Linked DNA regions of Mus musculus: region 2 is linked to region 1. Evidence: chromatin contacts called from public Hi-C data. All regions are on one chromosome and are shown on one strand. The core of a region is the stretch at or near the end of the contact, and the rest is flanking DNA. Distances in the headings are between cores, read along the strand shown.

Region 1 (4,264 bases), core at 828-3,327:
TCCAGTAGCTTACAACCAAAGTCAAGTAATAACCCTGCACCAAGTCTGGGCCCTAATGGGGAAGCGCTCTCGAAAACCAACTGCCGCAGTGTGAAGAAGCGCGCGTGCATGCATGCACATAGGCATACACACCCACACCCCTACACACCCCGACTGCAGCACCTTAAGCATAATGAAAACAAATGCTGAAAAACTTCTACAGAGGTGCAAGGATGTTCTGAGACACTGTTTAAACCTGGCACACACCGAAGCTTGGCAGCATAGCATGCCATGGCAAAGTGTCACCTGTTGCCAATGGAAGGTTAGGAAGTTAGCCTCTAAGGAGGACAGCTTGGTGACCCACTGAAAAGGCTAAACATGGATGGCATTGGCAATAAATCAAATAAAGGTTATCACATTGGTTCATCTATAAGGATCATCTATAAGGAAAGGGGGACAACTAAAGGCCTTATTCTTGAAACATAAAAAAAGTCCCAGATTATGGATATGCGCACGTGTTTGAGGACGAAGAAGATGAGGTTGGTACCTGGGCAGTTGTCTTTCTGAAAAACTGTTGGTCAGGATAGCTAAATACTTGTTCTGTGTTGAGCTGGGTACTGAGTACCTGGGAGTTCTCCAGGTAGAAAGACTCACCCCTGCCTCCCCCACCCCTCCCCTGCCCCAAAGCTGGACCTCTGAGAAGGCAAAGCTGGGCCAAGTCTGGACCTCCCAGCCCTCCTCCCTCCCAGAGGCCTACAGACTCCTAGTGGTTCATCGAAATATCACTAAAAGCTGCAGGTGAGAAACTCCTGGGGAAGTGGAAAGCCACAAGTCTGAGGGAGTCATTGCTGGACAGGAGAAGGAAAGAAACGGGGGAGGGGGGTGTGGACAGCACTGTCCTTCAGTGCTTCCTCCCCATAAACACACATAAACACACACACACATACCACACACACAACACACATACACACACACACACACACACACACACACACACACACACACAGAGCTTCTCCTGACAACCCTGCACTAGACAAGCTTGCCCCAGAGGGATGGACACTTTGTGGTGAGACTGAAAATCTCCAGAGAAATGGCCTTCTAATGGCAGCCCAGGCTGGTTCCCAGGGATTGATTGTCTAAACCTTCTGTCCCCAAAGAAAGCAGTCACTCACCCTTCCTGTGTTTGGTTTTGTGTGCAAAGTTAAGAGTTTTCAAAGATTCAGATATCAGAGTGGGAACGGGAGGAAGTAGCCAGAGGTAGAACTCCGTACATCACTGGCTACAGGGTGGGAAGGAGTGTTTTGGCTAAGGCCAACCCAGGTCATAGCCAAGGGCACTCATAGGACTTGCTCATATCCAACAGCAGCTGGGTCAGCTTCTTCCCCAGGGAGAAGAGAGGGCAGGAAGCAAAGAGGCCAGGGAGGAGTGGACTAGAGAAAGAAGAACAGGAGGCAGGAAGAAACGAGAGGCTGTCCCTAACTGGCCAGAAGCCTATGAGAAGGAGGGGTGGTGCCTGCTGGAGCCAAAACTACTCCACCTGGAACCTGAGTCAGATCAGAACCAGGCTTGTGCGGACTCGGGGGGGTCTTTAGACTCATGACATACTACTATTACCCTTGCTCAACCCATATAAAGGAAGCTGCTTCTTACAGAGAAGAATTTAACACAAAGGATGTGGCCGAAGATGTTCACCTTTCACACACTTCAAAACATCGGTCCTTCAAACAAGTCCACAAACATAGCGTGTGGTCCCGAGCTGACAGACAGGGGACCAGCCCAGCAAGGTGACTTTTAGCAGGGCTATGCCACAGCCAGTGATGAAACCCTGACAGCCTGGATCCCAGCCCAGCATTCAGCCCAGCTTTCCCACCCCAGCCAGAGCCAAGCCTTGCCCCCTCTCGCTGCCAGGGCTGGGGTCGGTGGCTAGCTGCAGTGGCCCAGTTGTTTGGGCTCACTGTGCCTTCTGTAACTCCGGAGTATTTGCTTAGAGCAGCACTTTTCTATGTGATTGCTTCTTTCTCAAGGAATCCCAGCTGTAAGCAGAAATAGGGTCACAGATACAATGCAGGCAGGTCCAGAAGCACTTCCTGCCCCACCTCCACTCCAGTCTGGGTCCCATGGGATGCCTGGAGCTCTCAAGTTGAGATGCCAGCAGGCACATGAGCATGGCCCTTTCTGACCTCTGCTTGTACGGGAAGAGGCCTTCTTTGCAAGGCTCACCTCAATAGCCCAGAGTAGTTGCTGAGGGAGACACAATGTGAATGGTTACTCCAACCACATAGTCTAGATTCCTCTACAGAGCCAGGCCTGGGGTTTGCAGGGGTGGTGGAAAAATTATTTTCTACCAACCTGGTTTCTAGGTAAGAAATCTTAGAACTCTGGTGTGTTAAAATGGGCCTCAAAGAAACCACCTTGATTGAGGCTGGCCCGCTCCTGTGACTCTCACCTCTCCTATACAGAAACATCTGGATCTAGATTATTTCTCTTACCTGTTACACCCAGATTGACCTTGCTCAGGCACCATGCTCCTGCAGGCAGGGCTCAGCCTCCCTTGGTATGGATTTCAAATCCCTCTTTCCAGCATCTCAGACTCTTTGAAGTTGTCCCTCAAAGACACAGCTGTCTTGTCTCACTATGGTCAGGAACCCCGTTCTCTGGCCTCTTTCCCTTTGCCTCTACCTTCCATCTCCTTTGATTGCTCTCTTCACGGTCTGTCCAAATGCTAGCTTTCACCGAACCCTGAGAGCCACTGCTGTTGGCCATACATCAACAGATGTTGGCTACACCAACCATCCGTCATCTCCCCCCTCTCAAACTCAGCAGCTCAAACTCTTGTGGATTTTTTTTCCTGATTCAGTGATGCTATATATATGTGACCCTGAATCCCCTGAGCTAGTTAACTTGTGAAGGATGGAGGTCAGAGGAGACCTCCTTTCTCACAGAAGGATCTAAATATGAGTTCTAACCCTAATATGGCCCCGATTCTGTGCAGGATCCTGTCTTTTGCTGAGGTATTGTAAATGCTGTTGAAGGTTGTCCAGCTGGGAAATGGCCCTAGCCTGAGGTTAATGAGGCAGGTCAAAACCTACTCCAAGATTGCCTTGACTGGAGATGTCCCTAGGGTATGTGCTTCTTTCTCTCTAACTCAAGAAAGGCCCTGTGGTGTGTATGAGGCTAACCATGTGGCCTTGACCTGTGTTGCAGGGATTTGAAACTGGACAACATCCTTCTAGATGCAGAAGGCCACTGCAAGCTGGCTGACTTTGGGATGTGCAAGGAAGGGATTATGAATGGTGTGACAACTACCACCTTCTGTGGGACTCCTGACTACATAGCTCCAGAGGTAAGGCCCACCCACGTGCAGAGTTAGCTTCTCTCTCTTAGCGTCAGAACAGAGAAACAACCCAATGCCGTGCATGTGGGGGTCATCCGAGGATGCCAAGAGAAGACTCTGCAAAAGCCAGATGGATTCTAGGAGTAAGAGACAGGAAGGGAAATGGTTTCATGATTTTTCTGTAAGGATGGAGTGGTAGTGAGGATGGACTGGTGAGCTGAGAGCGACCAGCTAGTCCCCATGCTTGAGTAAGTCCTCGCTAAGTATCATGCATCCACCCAGAGCTACCGCCAGAGCTCGGACTAACAGGAACCGGTTGACTTGCAGGAGAGTTTTCACTTCTTACTGAATGGAAACATTGAAAGCCCACTGAAGAGGCAGCCAAGTAACTTCACCAGATGTCAGATAAACAGCAAAACCAGGAATGCTTTGCCATTTCCACTGAGGTAGCAAGTCTGTAGAGTGCGCATGCACATAGGACATGAGGACAGGGTAAGCAAAGGTCAGAGGTGTCTACTATGAGCTTTACCTGTGTGAAAGTTGAGTCACCATGTTGTGACCATTTGTCTTGTGTCCTTCCAGAGCAGTCTGACCCAAACTGAGAGGTCCTTAGCATGAATGATTCAAACTTAGCCGTGTAGTCACACAGACACTTAATTAAATGCCTTCGATGGTTTTTGAGACACGTAAGATGGGAGGCAGGTACCAAGCCTATTAAGCACTACCCGTGTGTAGAAAGCCGCTTCCATGGGACATCATCTGAGCACCTGCCAGACAAAGCTCTATGGACATGGAGCTGACTGAGGCTCTGGCTGCTCTTCTAAGAGAGCTTTTGGTCTAGACAGAGTGACACCGAAACAAGCAGAGCAATGGTGCCTAAAACAGGACAGGGCCCACAGGATATGGGAAGGCTTCACGGAGCTTCCAAGACCGGGAAACTGATCGGCAAAG
Region 2 (4,274 bases), core at 391-2,890, 95 kb after region 1:
CAGAGAGATACAGGGCCACAACAAGACCTGGGCTTCCGAGCAGGGCAGAGTGTCCCTTTAATTTGCTGCTGGGATTGGGCAGCATATGAGAGGAGGACCTTTGAAACATTTATCTGCTTGTTATTTATCTGGGCAGGGTGAGGAGAGGGGAGAGGCAGGAGAAGAGGTCCTGGGAAGGATGCCCAGAGCCAGAGGCAGTACAGGGAAATCCAGGCGAAGTTTGTTTGAGTAACTTTTACTGTACTCATTTTTATGATAAAAGCAGCAAGTGTTTGCTAGAGAAAAAAAACTTGAACTATACAAGAAAAGTGTAAAAAACAGAAAACAAACTGTGCTTTCACTAGCTGATATGGGCCTCCACGTCCCAATGTCAGTCTCCCGGTGTGCACACACACGTGCCCGCTATGAGTGTGCACCATGCTACACATCCTCTGCCTTTTCCACAAATAGTGTACAATAAACACACTCCATGGCACTTGAAGTTGGTTGGTTTGTGTGTTTGGTTTTGGTTTTATTTTGAGAGACAGCCTCTCTGTAGCCCGGGATGCTTGGCAACTCTATCTTCCAGGCTGGCCATGAACTCACAGAGATGTGCCTGCTTCTGGCCCTTCGGTGCTAGAATTATTTATATTTGTTATTTTTAAGTGTGTGTGGGCACATATCTGAGCACACTCACAAGCTCTCGAACACAAGAGTGGAGTGCCCACAGAACCTAGAAGAGGGGGTTAGATTTCCCTGGAGTGGTTGTAATACATGTGCCGCGGTCCTGGGAACGGAGCTGAGCTCCTCTGCAAGAGCAATGTGTGCTCAGAATCACAACTCCATGTTTCCCGACCCATCATAGATCTTCTAAGGCATGCGTTGCACCAGTTCCACAACAGTCTCTCATCTGTTAGCTCAGAATTTAGCTAATTCATTTTCTATCATTGGATATTTAGGGTGTTTCCAAGATTCCAGTTTTAGATGAAAGATAATAAGGCTGACATTTGTCCACAAATCTCATATTTGTAAATAAAATTTAGTTCATCCATAAAGTTGGCATAGCGCGAAGAAAGGTGGTCTTGGTTTTGTTTGTCTGCTTGCTTTTGAGGCTTTTAAGCATTAATGCAAAATTCATACAATGTAAAACTCATCATGTTACAATGTGTTCTTTGTGACATTTAGTGCAGTCACTGGGTTAAGACAATGATCACAGCCATTGAATTCTCGAAGGAACTCTACTCACAAAGCTGCAGGCCCCATCCCATCCTCCCCTCGAGCTGGGAATACTTTTCCTTTCTGAAATACATTCCTTGGAGAAACACCGGAAAATTTTATTTTGACTCCTTGATTTAGAGCTCTCTCCCTCTCTTTCTCTCTCTCTCTCTCTCTCTCTCTCTCTCTCTCTCTCTCTCTCTCTCTCTCTCTGTGTGTGTGTGTGTGTGTGTGTGTGTGTGTGTGTGTGTGTGTGTGTGTATTTGGATGGCAGGGTTTCTCTGTGTAGCCCTGGTTGTCCTGGAACTCATTTCAGAGATTTCTTGCTCTGACTCATTTCAGAGATTTCTTGCTCTGGGCCTGAGGAGAGAGAGGCAGAGTGTGTGGTAGAGCAGAACTCACCTCCTAGTGCTAGGAAAGCAGAGGAGAGTCCACAGCAAAGTCAAATTCCCAAGGACACGCCCACGGGATGGACACGCCCAGGGGACGTGCTACCCTCGACCAGGGCTCACTTCTGAGGCTTTCCATTCCATCCTAGGAATGCCACCCGATTACAGACGGAGAATGCATCGAGGGAGGAACCCACTGACAAGGTCACAGCCCTCAGGGTCTGATTACTTCCTGGAAACCATTTGGGGAGACACCCAAAGCAAAGCAGACCTTCTCTCAGCTCTTTAAATATTGGCTCAAAAACATTTACCACTCTAATACATGAGGGCTACATTTCCATGGCCAACACACAATTTATTTTTATTTTTCACAACTTTATTGTGGTCAGAAATTTCAAACCTAAGAAGGTTGGAAAAGGGGCTGGAGAGATGGCTCAGCAGTTAAGAGCACCGACTGCTCTTACAGAGGTCCTGAGTTCAATTCCCATGGTGGCTCACGACCATCTGTAATAGGATCCAATGCTTTCTTCTGGTGTGTCTGAAGACAGTGACAGTGTACTCATATAAATAAAAATAAATAAATAATATTAAAAAGAGAAGGCTGAAAAAAAAGAATCAGGTGAATGCCCTTACCCTCTTTACTTCACCCTCCTTCAGTGGTGGAACTTACAAATCTCTTATATAATTTTTCGCATATACATCTTCTCTTCTCCTTCTGTGTATTCATACTTTTTTTTGGTTAAATGGGTTGAAAATATCAAGACACCATGATCTTCCACTCACTTCTCAGAACAATTATATATCTTCCCAGGACTGTAATACTCTAACCAAGCTTGCAAATCTAGATGTGATATTCAATATTTATGTGTTCGAAAAATGCATGTCAATATGACAGATAAGTTAGATGTAACCATATCAAACTCAATCTCTCTCCCTCTCCCCCTCCCTTCCCCCCCCCCCCCCGGCTTGAAGTGTACCACCCTCGAGACTCACATCCTGACACACATCACCTGCACTCGTAGGCATGTGGTTGTGGGAATGTTCATAAACCTCTTCAGCATAAGATTCTTCCTGTGCAAACCTGAGCTTTTGATAATTTAAATTACAAAATGTAAACACTGCCTCTACAGCATGGGAAAATGTACAGCAAATCTAAGGTATTCGATTATTTACAATGGTTCAGCTAAAATGGACATTAGGAGACAACTTTAGATCGGTCCACTGTACAGATGAGAAAACTGAGGTCCAGCATGAGAAGTGGGGTCCTCCCACTGTAGCTGTATTTGAGCTCCTGTATTATTTTGCACGCCCATTGGAAGTGTACTAATATAATCCAAGGTGTCCAGCCTGTACACTTGCAATCCGGTGCACTCAGGTTAATGCCTAATTAGTGTGTCTGCATGTTTTGGATGGACAATTCTCTATTTCTCTGGCAAAGGCAGTCTTTACTTCCAGTGGACATAGATCCTAGTGCGCCCCCTCCCCCCGCAGAGACCAGCAGCAGGCACAGGCACCTGGCCTTGGGGACCAAGGCACCTGCTTGTTCTTACATTATTGTCACTTTTTGTATTCTCAAAACACCTTTGAGGGTGCCAAATAAACAAGAGGTGACAGCAGCAAACATCACTTCATAGCTGACTTCTTACTTTCAAAGGGAACTGGGTTGACTGTAGAGCTTGCCAGTGGGAACCCCCTTGACTTGGCCTCACCCACCAGCGAGTAAATGGATCGCACTGGTCTCCTGCAGTATTAATCTGAAGGACACCACATCATCACTGCAGAGTTTGTGCCAAAAATATCTGAAGAAGAATGCAGACTCCATCTTCTAAAACATTCTAAAAGGCAAAGAAGGTTGGTGACTTATGACCAGGCTGGCGTTGAACTCAAAGATCCACCAGCTTCTGCCTCTCGAGTGCTGGGATTGAAGGCATGCGCACCACCTAGCACGGTGTTGATAGTTTCAAACCATTTAACCAAAAAGGTAGTATGGGTGTTCGGGAATGTGGGGAGGGTGTGTGTGTATGTGTGTGTGTATGTGTATGTGTGTATGTGTGTGTGTATGTGTGTGTATGTGTGTGTATGTGTGTATGTGTGTGTATGTGTGTGTGTGTGTGTGTGTGTGTGTTTGTGTGTGTGTGTGTGTGTGTGTGTGTGTGAACTGCCAGTTACAGACGGCTGTAGTGTAGGAGGCAGGGATGGTCACTCTACTATTTTTCCAACTTTCCTAGGTTTGAAATGTTTGAGCATAGTGAAACCGTGAAAAGTAAAAGCAAGCTTCCCGTTGCCATGGAGATAGAGCACCTACATTTTGTAGTGTTTATTTTTTTTTTTTGACTTGGTATTTAAATGTTGGAAAACTTACACTTAGACACATAATTCTCAAGTTTATGAAGACAACTACCAGACCAGGCCACACAACACCCCACACTTTTGGACAGGGTGGCCTCTGGGGCTGCTGTGTCAATTCTGTCTACTTTAAAGAATCCCTATACTTCCCTGCATGTCCCCAGGGTGCCTGTCCCCAGGGTGCCTGTCCCCAGGGTGCCTGCCTAGGTCCTCTAACCCTGAGTGTGAGACCAACTAACCAGGAAAGCCTTGCCCCAGAGGATTGTTGTTGTTTTTTTCTCTCTCACTTCAAACTCCATATGGGGAATCGAAGGTTCTAGATCAGAACCCCTCAGAAACAAACAG

What was found. A called contact is a pair of places that touch in the nucleus more often than the background predicts.
Region 2: a contact with region 1 is called in a Hi-C map of liver, with 2.7 times the contacts expected there. The contact joins two enhancer-like sites. A contact is called at or near these places in 1 of 39 promoter capture datasets (liver), 2 of 484 Hi-C or Micro-C datasets (liver and nephron progenitors) and 4 of 115 datasets of contacts at active chromatin or transcription factors (embryonic stem cells, extraembryonic endoderm stem cells and heart atrium).

What each region holds. Positions count from the first base shown.
Region 1 is chr17:86,616,709-86,620,972 of GRCm38.p6, forward strand. Prkce (protein kinase C, epsilon) reads left to right here. Exons shown (of 15, transcript NM_011104.3): 12 at 3,184-3,322. Among named protein-coding and RNA genes, the nearest start is that of Gm52297, 51 kb to the right of the region's middle. Within about 2 kb of position 2,078, at least 39 of the 459 cell types and tissues checked have an H3K27ac peak or open chromatin away from gene starts, as enhancers often do. A contact at or near this core is called in liver, where this site is marked.
Region 2 is chr17:86,712,116-86,716,389 of GRCm38.p6, forward strand. No RefSeq gene overlaps it. Among named protein-coding and RNA genes, the nearest start is that of Epas1, 40 kb to the right of the region's middle. Within about 2 kb of position 1,641, at least 46 of the 459 cell types and tissues checked have an H3K27ac peak or open chromatin away from gene starts, as enhancers often do. A contact at or near this core is called in liver, where this site is marked.